Linked DNA regions of Mus musculus: region 1 is linked to region 2. The links are chromatin contacts, called in public Hi-C maps. All regions are on one chromosome and are shown on one strand. Each heading gives the region's core, a stretch centred on a gene start, on an enhancer-like site or on the middle of the called end of the contact. The rest is flanking DNA. Distances are from core to core; before and after follow the strand shown. Region 1 overlaps Kpna7 (karyopherin alpha 7 (importin alpha 8)). Region 2 overlaps Smurf1 (SMAD specific E3 ubiquitin protein ligase 1).

Evidence for each region. Hi-C and Micro-C count contacts between places; a contact is called where the count stands out from the background.
Region 1: a Hi-C map of reprogramming fibroblasts shows a contact between it and region 2, with 2.5 times the contacts expected there. The contact joins two enhancer-like sites. A contact is called at or near these places in 15 of 39 promoter capture datasets (the 3T3-L1 cell line, 3T3-L1-derived adipocytes, the HPC-7 cell line and 9 more), 2 of 15 datasets of contacts at CTCF or cohesin (the NIH/3T3 cell line and stem cell-derived epiblast-like cells), 79 of 484 Hi-C or Micro-C datasets (the 3T3-L1 cell line, the AML12 cell line, the C2C12 cell line and 45 more), 23 of 115 datasets of contacts at active chromatin or transcription factors (the 3134 cell line, the NIH/3T3 cell line, bone marrow-derived dendritic cells and 14 more) and 5 of 9 other capture datasets (adipose tissue, embryonic stem cells, embryonic tail and 2 more).

What each region holds. Positions count from the first base shown.
Region 1 is chr5:144,987,188-144,992,196 of GRCm38.p6, reverse strand. Kpna7 (karyopherin alpha 7 (importin alpha 8)) reads left to right here. Exons shown (of 12, transcript NM_001347531.1): 10 at 2,365-2,511. Among named protein-coding and RNA genes, the nearest start is that of Kpna7, 18 kb to the left of the region's middle. Within about 2 kb of position 3,451, at least 50 of the 459 cell types and tissues checked have an H3K27ac peak or open chromatin away from gene starts, as enhancers often do. A contact at or near this core is called in reprogramming fibroblasts, where this site is marked.
Region 2 is chr5:144,898,662-144,903,535 of GRCm38.p6, reverse strand. It overlaps Smurf1 (SMAD specific E3 ubiquitin protein ligase 1), which reads left to right. Exons shown (of 18, transcript NM_001038627.1): 2 at 958-996; 3 at 2,251-2,359; 4 at 4,038-4,171; 5 at 4,324-4,389. Among named protein-coding and RNA genes, the nearest start is that of Mir7039, 4.3 kb to the right of the region's middle. Within about 2 kb of position 2,360, at least 22 of the 459 cell types and tissues checked have an H3K27ac peak or open chromatin away from gene starts, as enhancers often do. A contact at or near this core is called in reprogramming fibroblasts, where this site is marked.

The DNA of each region.
Region 1 (5,009 bases), core at 2,202-4,701, 88 kb before region 2:
CTGTGGGTAACACAATGCACTCAAAAAGAGGACTCCAGCTGGGCAGTGGTGGCACACGCCTTTAATCCCAGCACTTGAGAGGCAGAGGCAGGCTGATTTCTGAGTTCCAGGACAGCCTGGTCTACAAAGTGAGTTCCAGGACAGCCAGGGCTATATAGAGAAACCCTGTCTCAAAAAAAAAAAAAAAAGACTCCAAGCCAGACCTGTCATCCTAGGACTCAAGAGAGGAGAGGGGAGGTCATGGGTTTGAAGGCAGCCTGGGCTAAATAGTATGTTTGAGGCCAGCCTGGGCTATGCAATCTATGAAGAAATTGTATATTGGTCTGTCAACATTTTGTCACATGAGCGCCTTGGTGACAAGAGCTCAGAGCATACCTGTTGGAATCCTTCTTCTAGGGAGTCCATGTGTGAGTGACACGGGGGACTCTGTAGGCATTTCCTGTGAAGGAAGCCAGATGGAGGAGACACTACTGAGAGAGGGTAGTGGCTGCTGTCACACCTGTGGTGCTCAGGGAAGGGAGGGAACATTCTCTAAGCGTGAGAAGTGAGCATGTGGATGACTCTCGCGTCGCGGACACTTGGGGAGAAACATCGTAGGCAAAGGAATAACCAGGAGAGACGCAAGTAGCATAGCAAGGGCAAGAAGATGGAAGATGGAGGGAGAGGGAGAGGACTGAGGTCTGGGGCAGACGAGCAGAGAAAGCCCTCAGAAGCTTCACAACAGAACAAACGAGCCGAGGGGTTGTTTGTTTCATTTGTGTGGCTATGTGTCTGTATGTGGATATGTGCATATGAGTACAGGTGCCAACAGAGGCCAGAGCCACCAGAGTCCCCTGGACTGGAGTGGCAGGTGGTTCTGAGCCCCTGATGTGTGTGGGAATCCACCTCACATAGGATCACCTCTGTAGGAGGCGTTTTTGCTCTTAAACATCTCTCCAGACACATTTTTGGTTTTGATGCTTTTCCTTTTGAGATTTGACACAGGCTCTCCCTACATAACTTACACTGAACACACGGTCTCCCTGTATGACTTACATAGGACACATGGTAACACTTGAGCTTCCTGAGACCTCTGACATGCTGAGATTAGAGTCACACCCCGCCACGCCCACTTCTGCATCAGATTTATTTTAAAAGATCGGTTTACTTTTATTTTATCCGAATGGATATTTTGCCTGCGTGTATGTCTGTACACCACGTGAATGCAGGGCCACGGGGACCAGAAGAGGTCATGGAATCCTCTGGAACTGGAATTAGAGATAGCTGTGGGCTACCTTGTGGGAGCTGGGAACTGAACCTGTGTCCTTTGGGAAATGCCCTTAGCCACAGACCCATTTCTCCAGCCTCCCTATATCAATTGTTTAAGATCCAGTAAACCACCAGGGGTTAAAGTCATAGAAGAAAGACAGGCCTGGATTGGAAAGAACTATAAATCGTTCCTGAGTGGCACTGTGCCTGGACAGGATAATGTCATTCCCCAAGGACGGTCAGGACAAAGGTGAAGAGAGAAATGCTATGCGCTGATACCATGGATTCCTTTAATGACTGCGTTGAGTGGACTTGCCAAGCCCACACCTGGGGAGGTGGAGGTGGAGGTAGGAGGACTAGGGATTGAGGTTACTGTGCTCAGCTACATAGCCAAGTTCAAGGATGGCCTGGACTGCGTAAGACCCTGTCTCAGCAGTTCCTAGAGTCCTGTAATGCTCATCTAGGCTTTGATGTTTATTAAATGCTTTCTTACTTTGAATTCTTTGGTGCTTTGGACAAATGCCTTTTTGGATTTATTACATTAGTATCCTATGAATGTTGGATACATTTTTAGTAAAAAAGTGAATGACTGTGTGAACAAATAAACCCACCGGTGACTTCATGAATGTATTTGTGAGTGAATGAATTCCTGGGTGATTTTGTGAATGAGTGAATGAATTCCTGGGTGATTTTGTGAATGAATGAATTAGCAGATGCATTCCTGGGCAAATGGATTCCTGGGTGATTTTGTGAATGAGTGAGTGAATTCCTGGGTGATTGTTGTGAATGAAAGACTTTGTGGATGATTTTGTGAATGACTAAAGGCAGGGGTGGACTTTGTAAATAAATGCACTCAAGCACGATTGAGGAAATGAATTAATGACAGGAGAGGAGGGAGATCTTGGCCTTTTCAATGGGTCTGTGACCTTTCCTCCTGGATCAGGTCTGCCTCTAACTAAAACAGCCCCCTTAAGGCTGGCCAGCTGAAGTTCCACGTGCACGCGCGCACACACGCATGAGTACACACACACACACACACACACACACACACACACACACTGCCCAAGCACGCTCTGGGTCTCACTGTCTCTTTGCTGGCTTCTCGCCCATCCTCAGCATATAGACAATCTACAAGAGAAGAAAAGGCTGTATTTTCAGATAGAAAAATTTGGTGGCTTTGAAAAAATTGAGTGTTTACAGCACCACCACAACATTTCCATCAGCAATAGCGCCCTGGACATCATCGAGAAATACTTCTGTGAGGTGAGTAAGGAGACCCTTGTGTTGTGGGGCTGGCTCTTGGTGGCCGTGCTTCCACCATTATCCTGTGAACCCGGCTGGTCCCCGTTCTACAGGTGGCCTTTGAGTATCAGGAAGCTTGTCTGGGAGCTGGGGCATGGCTCAGATGATCCAGTGCTTGCTATGCAAGTGTGAGGACCTAAATTTGAGCCCATGTGAGAAACCCAGGCTTGTTGATCCATGTTTAGAATCCCAGTCCTGGGTGAGCACGGATGTTTGACCCAGTGCTTAGTCAGTCTAGCTAAACAGATCCCAATCCAGGGAGAGATGCAATGCAAAATTAAACACACCGCAGAGGCGTCGTCGGCAAGATGGATGATGGGTGGTGTCTTAGTTAAGGTTTCTATTGCTTCAATGAAACACAATGACCAAAAGCAAGTTGGGGAGGAAAGGGTTAATTAGGCTTAAGCTTCCACATCACTGTTTGCTACTGAAGGAAGTCAGCACAGGAATTCAACCATGGTAGGAGCCTGGAGGCAGGAGCTGACAGGATTCCCTTCAGGCCTCTCTTAGGCAATTTCTTTCTTTCTCTCTCTCTCTCTCCCTCTCTCTCTCTCTCTCTCTCTCTCTCTCTCTCTTTCTTTCTTTTATTTTCTATTGCTTACTAGCTTGCTTGCTCACTTGCTTGCTTGTGAGTGCTCTGTCTGCATGTACACCTGCAGGCCAGAAGAGGGCATCAGATCCCTTTATGTATAGATGGTCATGAGTCACCATGTGGTTTCTGGGAATTGACTCGGGACCTGTGGAAAATCAGTCAGTGCTCTTAGCTGCTGCACCCCCTCACCAGCCCTGGAGACATTTTCTTAATTAAAGTTCCCTCCTCTCAAATGATACGAGACTATCCTCAACGTCTGTGTAAAGGCGCTCCATGTCAGGCTTGAGGACTGGCATCCCTGGGACCCATGTACGTGATAGGAGAATCATGACTCCTGCCGATTGTCCCTAACCTCATGCACAGGGTACACACACACACACACACACACACACACACACACACACACACTGTTTAAGCAACACAAATAGCTCCTATGGAATGACAACTGAGGTTGGCCTTAGCCTTCCTAGGGCACACAAAGCCAGTCTACACCCATGGGAGCTTATCTCTTGGTTTCTGGTTTTAAACTGTCTTTCCCTTGCCTCCCCCGCCCCCCCTCGAGCCCCACCCAGGGGAATAGGAGTGGAAGGGACAAAGGACAATACTCTGAAAGAGATTTTTCTAAGAATGCAAACAATGCCGTCTGGCCCAGCTTTTGGGGGAAACCATTTCAACACTACATTTTGTCTCTTTCTAGAACACATAAGTTTGGGAATGAGTTACTCCATAAAATGTCTGAGTTGTCTGTGGCCTGGGGAAGTAGAGATCAGATAGAGGTTTCTGTAAAGGTCTATCCAGTGGTAGGATATAAATAACATAAAGTTTACCAGGTGACCACTTCGCAGGGGGAGATGACGCAGGCCTGTAACCCCAGCACTCAGGAAGTAAAAGCTGGGAAGGTCGGGAGTTCAAGGCCATCCTCAAGTGCATAGGGAATTCAAGGCAGTGGAGACTTTGAAGACATCCTTAGTTGGTGACATGTTTGCCAGACAAGTATGAGGGCCAAGGCTTGTAATCTGACATCCATGTAAAACTCTGGGCAAGGCACAGGCACCTGGAATCCCACTGTTTGGAAGACAGAGACGGGGGGCTTGATGGCCATCCAGTCTATCCAAACTGGAGGGCTCCAGATTTAGTGAGAGACATCCACCCCCAAAAGACGAAGGTGGAGTGTGATTGAGGAAGACACCAGAAGTCAACCTCTGGCCCCTGTACACACGGGTGCACGTGACCCTGTGCGCATGGTAGTTACACATTCTGCACATGCGCACATGGCTCGTTTGATTCCTCTTCCTCGAGAACCTGATTCTGCGCATGCGCACAGGTCTTGTTTGATTCCTCTTCCTTGAGGACCTGAGACAGTGCAAGTGCATAGCAGCAGATAGTAGAGAACTGAGGCTGGGCGGAGTGGGAGCTAGGCGTTAGTGTGAGCGAGGACAGAGTTTCAGTTAGGGAAGAGGGAGAGGGAGAGCGGTGATGGGTGGGTGGGGGGGGGGGGTCACAGCACACGTGTTCTCAATGGCAGCCAAGTCTGCTTAAAAATCCACAAGATGGAACTGGTAAAACGGCTCGGGGTGTAAAGGTGCTAAGGTGCTTACTGCCTCACCTGAGGGGCTGAGTTCAATTCCCAGGACCTAATTAGTGCAAGAGAGCCAACTGCCACAAGTTGACCTCTAACCCCTCCACACATGCTGTGGAATGTGTACATGTGTGCATTCTCTCTCTCTCTTTCTCTCTCTCTCTCTCTCTTTCTCTCTCTCTCTCTCTCTCTCTCTCTCTCTCACTCACTCACTCTCTCTCTCACTCACTCACTCTCTCTCTCTCTCCCTCTCTCTCCCCCTCCCCCTCCCAAAAATATTTTTAATTA
Region 2 (4,874 bases), core at 1,111-3,610:
TCACTTCATGATGGCTGTGAGTGCCAGTGTGAGCCCTTCGCTCATCAGATGATGATGGTGGTACTGATACTATATGCTACATTCTTGCTGTCTGCCTTCTTTGAAGTTACATCATTTATTTGTTAATGTGGGGATGGTGCATGGGAGCTCATACAATTCGAAGGAGTCTGTTCTCTCTATCTGTGGGCCCTGGGGATTGAACTCAGGTCCTCAGGCTTGGTGGGAAGCCCCTTTACCTGCTGAGCCTTCTTGCCAGCCCTTTACAGCCACCTCCTCCCTTCCTTGTCCCTTTTGTTGTTGTTTTTGTTTTTCTAGACAGGGTTTCTCTGTGTAGCCCTGGCTGTCCTGGAACTCACTCTAAACCAGGCTAGCCTTGAACTCACAGAGATCCACCTACCTCTGCCTTCAGAGTGCTGGGAATAAAGATGTGTGCCATCATTGCCCAGCTCTGGTACAACCTCCAAAGATTCAGCCTGTTAACTTTTTCCCCACAACACTCTGCTAAAAGCTCTGCTTTTTCTACGGTTTTCCCTGTTTTCCAGTTTCCAGTACCAAAGTTTATACTTGCAAAACTGACCCCCTACACACACATAGTGTTATTTATCAGAATACCCAGAGTGCATAGCTCCCGTTGTTGTTAGCAGCTCTGTAAAGGTAAATGCACCTGCTTTTTAAAAATTGGTGTTTATGTAGCTTTAAAACACACAGGAATTCCATCTCTGTGTTTGTGCAGTTAATGTTTTAGGCTTAAATGATAGTGTTTACATTTGTTGATTCTCCAGTTTGAGGAAAGATACTTTTTTAGATAGTTGCTAGGGATGCTTGTCTAAAGTGAGACAGTTTGAGAGATGACTGACATATTAACTTCTGTGATTTTTTTCCCCCTCCTGTTACAAACACTAAGTGTGCGGGACGTTTGCTGTATCAATGTTAACTCCAGTGTCTGCTTGTTTTCAGTATTGTGTGCCAAGAACCTTGCAAAGAAAGACTTCTTCAGTAAGTACACCCAGCTTCATTTGTATATAGAGTTTATGTACTTCTGAAAATTATTGTGTGTGTTTCCCGTAGCATGCGTGTGGAGGTCAGAGGACAGCTTGCAGGAAGTTCTCCCCTTACACCATATTGCTACAGAGATTGAATTTAGATCTTGTTGGCCTCTGACATTTAATTAAAAAACAAAACAAAACAAAACAAAACAATGGGTGTTGTCTAAGAGTATAGGAGGCCAGAGCTTGAGCAGCGTCTCCCAGCTGCCCCCAGCATAGGTCTCCTCCCCCATTGCAGCCATGCCCACGTCCCCTGCATCCGATCTGGTAGCTTGTAGGACCCTGCTCTCTCCTCAAATACACCAAGACATTTACGATGTAAGTGGCTTGGCTAAAATTGCCAATCCAGTTTTACAAAATACATTCCATTTGAAAACCTCTGCAAGGGAGGAACTATAAAATGCTGAGGGCTGTACTCCTGAGCGCACCTCGCCCCTGTGCAGTCAGCCCTGAAAACTCCCTCGTTCCCATCCCAGGGGGCTTGCTGCCTGAGTGGCGTCATCTACAGTTTCAGGAAGAAGAGACTTAGGCTCAAAGACTCAGTAGCCAGGAAACTCCAAAGTGGTGGCTTGCAGCCCAGCCTCTCTCCAAAGCCTCCGGCCTTGTTGCTTGTCTGGCATCAAACCTGTCGCATCCACTTGTGACTCGGGGACAGGCGCCGTGATGCCACAGCTAACACAGGCAAAAGATCAGTAACATTTCTGGGGATTGTGACTATTGAAAAATTTACTTGATAGATCATGTTTCTGCATCCAGTCAGTCCCTTTAGTAATGATCAGAGTTGGGCTGGCTCAACAGACAAATCGCTCGGTGTCTGTGTCCAGTGTTTGTCATGGCTGCCCGTCTAGCCCCAGGAAATCTGACACTTGTAAGCCTTTGCAGTACCCACACTCATGTGCATACATGTGCATACACAGACACACACATGTAAACAGAAGCAAGCTTTGAAATGTAAGCTCAGCAGAGATGGATGTTTGGATCTAAGACTGTTTCCATGCGTTTCTGCTCATCCAAGTGTGAAGGTGCAGCACGAGGCTCAGACCTCTCTTTGCTAATGAAGATAACATTCAAAGAGAGGCAGTGAGGCGGGGCATGTGCAAGCCTGATCCCAAGGGGCAATCTGCCACTCTCTTCTGTAGGATGCCGCTGTGCCACCAGGTAGACTCTCACCACATCTGCCTATGTCTGCTCTCTCTCTCCCCAGGACTCCCCGACCCCTTTGCCAAGATTGTTGTGGACGGCTCTGGGCAGTGCCACTCAACCGACACTGTGAAAAACACCCTGGACCCAAAGTGGAACCAGCACTATGACCTGTGAGTCACTCCTCCCTGGGAGGCTCTGGGGCTGCGGAAAAGTGGCTGTCAGGCTTGGAGGAGACACTTAGAGGGGAAAAAAGATGGCTGACTTTACTGATAACCAAAGACTTGACAAAGCGAACATGGCCTGTTACTGACTTCCCAGTCAACATCCCCTGATGTCTTGGCATTTGTTCTCATGGGTTTTCATGATTTGGCCCTTACCACAGTGACACTGTGATCTTGGACATGTCAATCCCCTTGTCATGCTAGCAGAAAACCAACCAACCAAAAGGAGCCGTGACCCCTGCCTTAGTATGCTCCTATGCTTACAACCAAAAAACAACCCAGCATACAGTTTTGTATGTTCATTCCAAATTTAGGGCCATGTTTTTATGTGGACGCATGTCCATGCACAATGATTATTAACATGAACTGCAGAGCGTGTGCAGGTGTGATGGGCTTTTTAATAATACATGTGTTTGTTATTTTCCTCACATGGCTTGGACTGTGGTTGCCATCTGTCCTGACAGTTCTCTGTGGACACACCCTAGGATCAAGTGGGGTTATTATCTTGGTCCATGTGCCTTTGTGCATTTTGGACAGACAGTAAAATTGTAAGCGGCCCCAGTGTTCTCTGTTAAGCCTGGGTCACTGCTTTCCAGAATGGGATGCATAATCAACCTTTTTACAAGATCTTATCACATGCTGGGCCTAGTGGTATAGGGGCCTGTAGTGCTGGCACTTCCAGAAGCTGAGACAGGAGCATCGCAAGTCAGGGGCCTGCCTAGTTTACAGAGCCAGTCAACCTGGCTCTTATGTGGGGAGATGTAAACAGAGACAGACTGAGGTAATTTCTCCATCATGGTCCACTCTGTGACTTGATGAACACACTGGACTTCCTTACAGGAGGGTGGGGTGAGGGCTGACTTAGAGGAGCTACCGAAGTTCTGAAAACCCACTCCAGCACCAGCGGTGCTGGGCCTTGCAGGCAGCTGAGCAGCTTGGGGAGTCTTCTTTCCTCAGCAGTCCCTGCTAACTCTGGGAGGGCTGGGAGGAAGGGACCTTGTAAATCTGCTAAGTTTCAGGACTTCCTGAGACTTTGTGAGTTGCTTACTTCCTGTGTTTTAATGAGATTCCTTTAGAATTTCCTGAGTCTCAATAAGTCCTTCTGGTGTAGAATATTTTAATTCCAAGGAAATTGCTTCACAGCACCAGTCTGGGGAGCTTAAACTCCATCTCAGAATAAAAAAAGGTTTTTTTCTTTTGTTTGTTTCCTTTTAAGGGTGGTGGGATAGGATTGGGCATGTGGCATTAGGTGTAGAACACCTGCCTATTGTTCTTCACTTTAGGTAGAACTCTTGCCAGTGAGGGACCAAGGGTGTGGTTCAGTGGTAGAGGGCTTGCTTTGGCCCCTGTGAAATCCCTGGTTCGGATCTCTAGTACAGTAAATAAATGAACAAAGGGAAAAACAAATTTAAAAATGCTTATTACACCATGGTTGCCTGCACTCACTGCTTGTGTAGCTGGTGGGAGTCCTTTTCCTGTGCCTGATGAGGGATGGTGGCTCTGCCCTCACTGCCAGGGTCCCGAGGCAGCCAGATGCATGTGGGTGAGGGCCCGATGGACTCGTGTGCTGAACGAGTTTGTGTGCTGAACGAGTTTGTGTGCTGAACGAGTTTGTGTGCTCTCACAGGTATGTTGGGAAAACGGACTCGATAACCATCAGTGTGTGGAACCACAAGAAGATCCACAAGAAGCAGGGGGCTGGCTTCCTGGGCTGTGTGCGGCTGCTCTCCAATGCCATCAGCAGATTGAAAGACACTGGCTGTAAGAACCAGACGCTCTTCTGCCTCTCAGTGCACCCTCGGAAAGCTTAGGCGGCCCTGTGTCTTACTTTTATTTGAATGCCGAATGCAGAATTCCTGCCTTCCTCCCTAGTTAACGTTCTTTGGGTTAAGTTTTGAATTGTTTGTTTGCAGACCAGCGTTTGGATCTATGCAAACTAAATCCCTCAGATACTGATGCAGTTCGTGGCCAAATAGTGGGTAAGAATTTTCTCATCTGCATAAAGGGACTTGGATGGAACCCTCCGTCCTGCTCCCAGTGCTGACGGGGGACAGGCTTCCAGGGCAGACCACAGTGGGCCATCTCTCCAGTACTAAACCTTTCTTGTGTGGTTTCCTTTCTTTTCTCTGGTTCCCATCATCCTGTCATTGAAACTTAGTTCCAGTGACTCCAGCCAGGATGGGAGGTTGTGGTTTATAAGTGTTGTGCTACTCAGCACAGGAACGGACAATCGACCCTTATCTTGTCAGGGGTGATAAGAGTTGAGACTACAGGGGCAGGAGCTGGAGTGTGGCTTTTCTGGGAAGCCCCATTCTGTTGCAAAAGCAAAGAAAGTGTGTGACAAGTTCTGTGTAATGTGACTCACAGTCAGAGGACTCCATTGTGTGGAGAGAAAGGTTAAAGCATGCTTGCTGCATTGCCTGCAGGCATTCCGATGGAGTGACCTCTCTGAGTCACTGTCTCC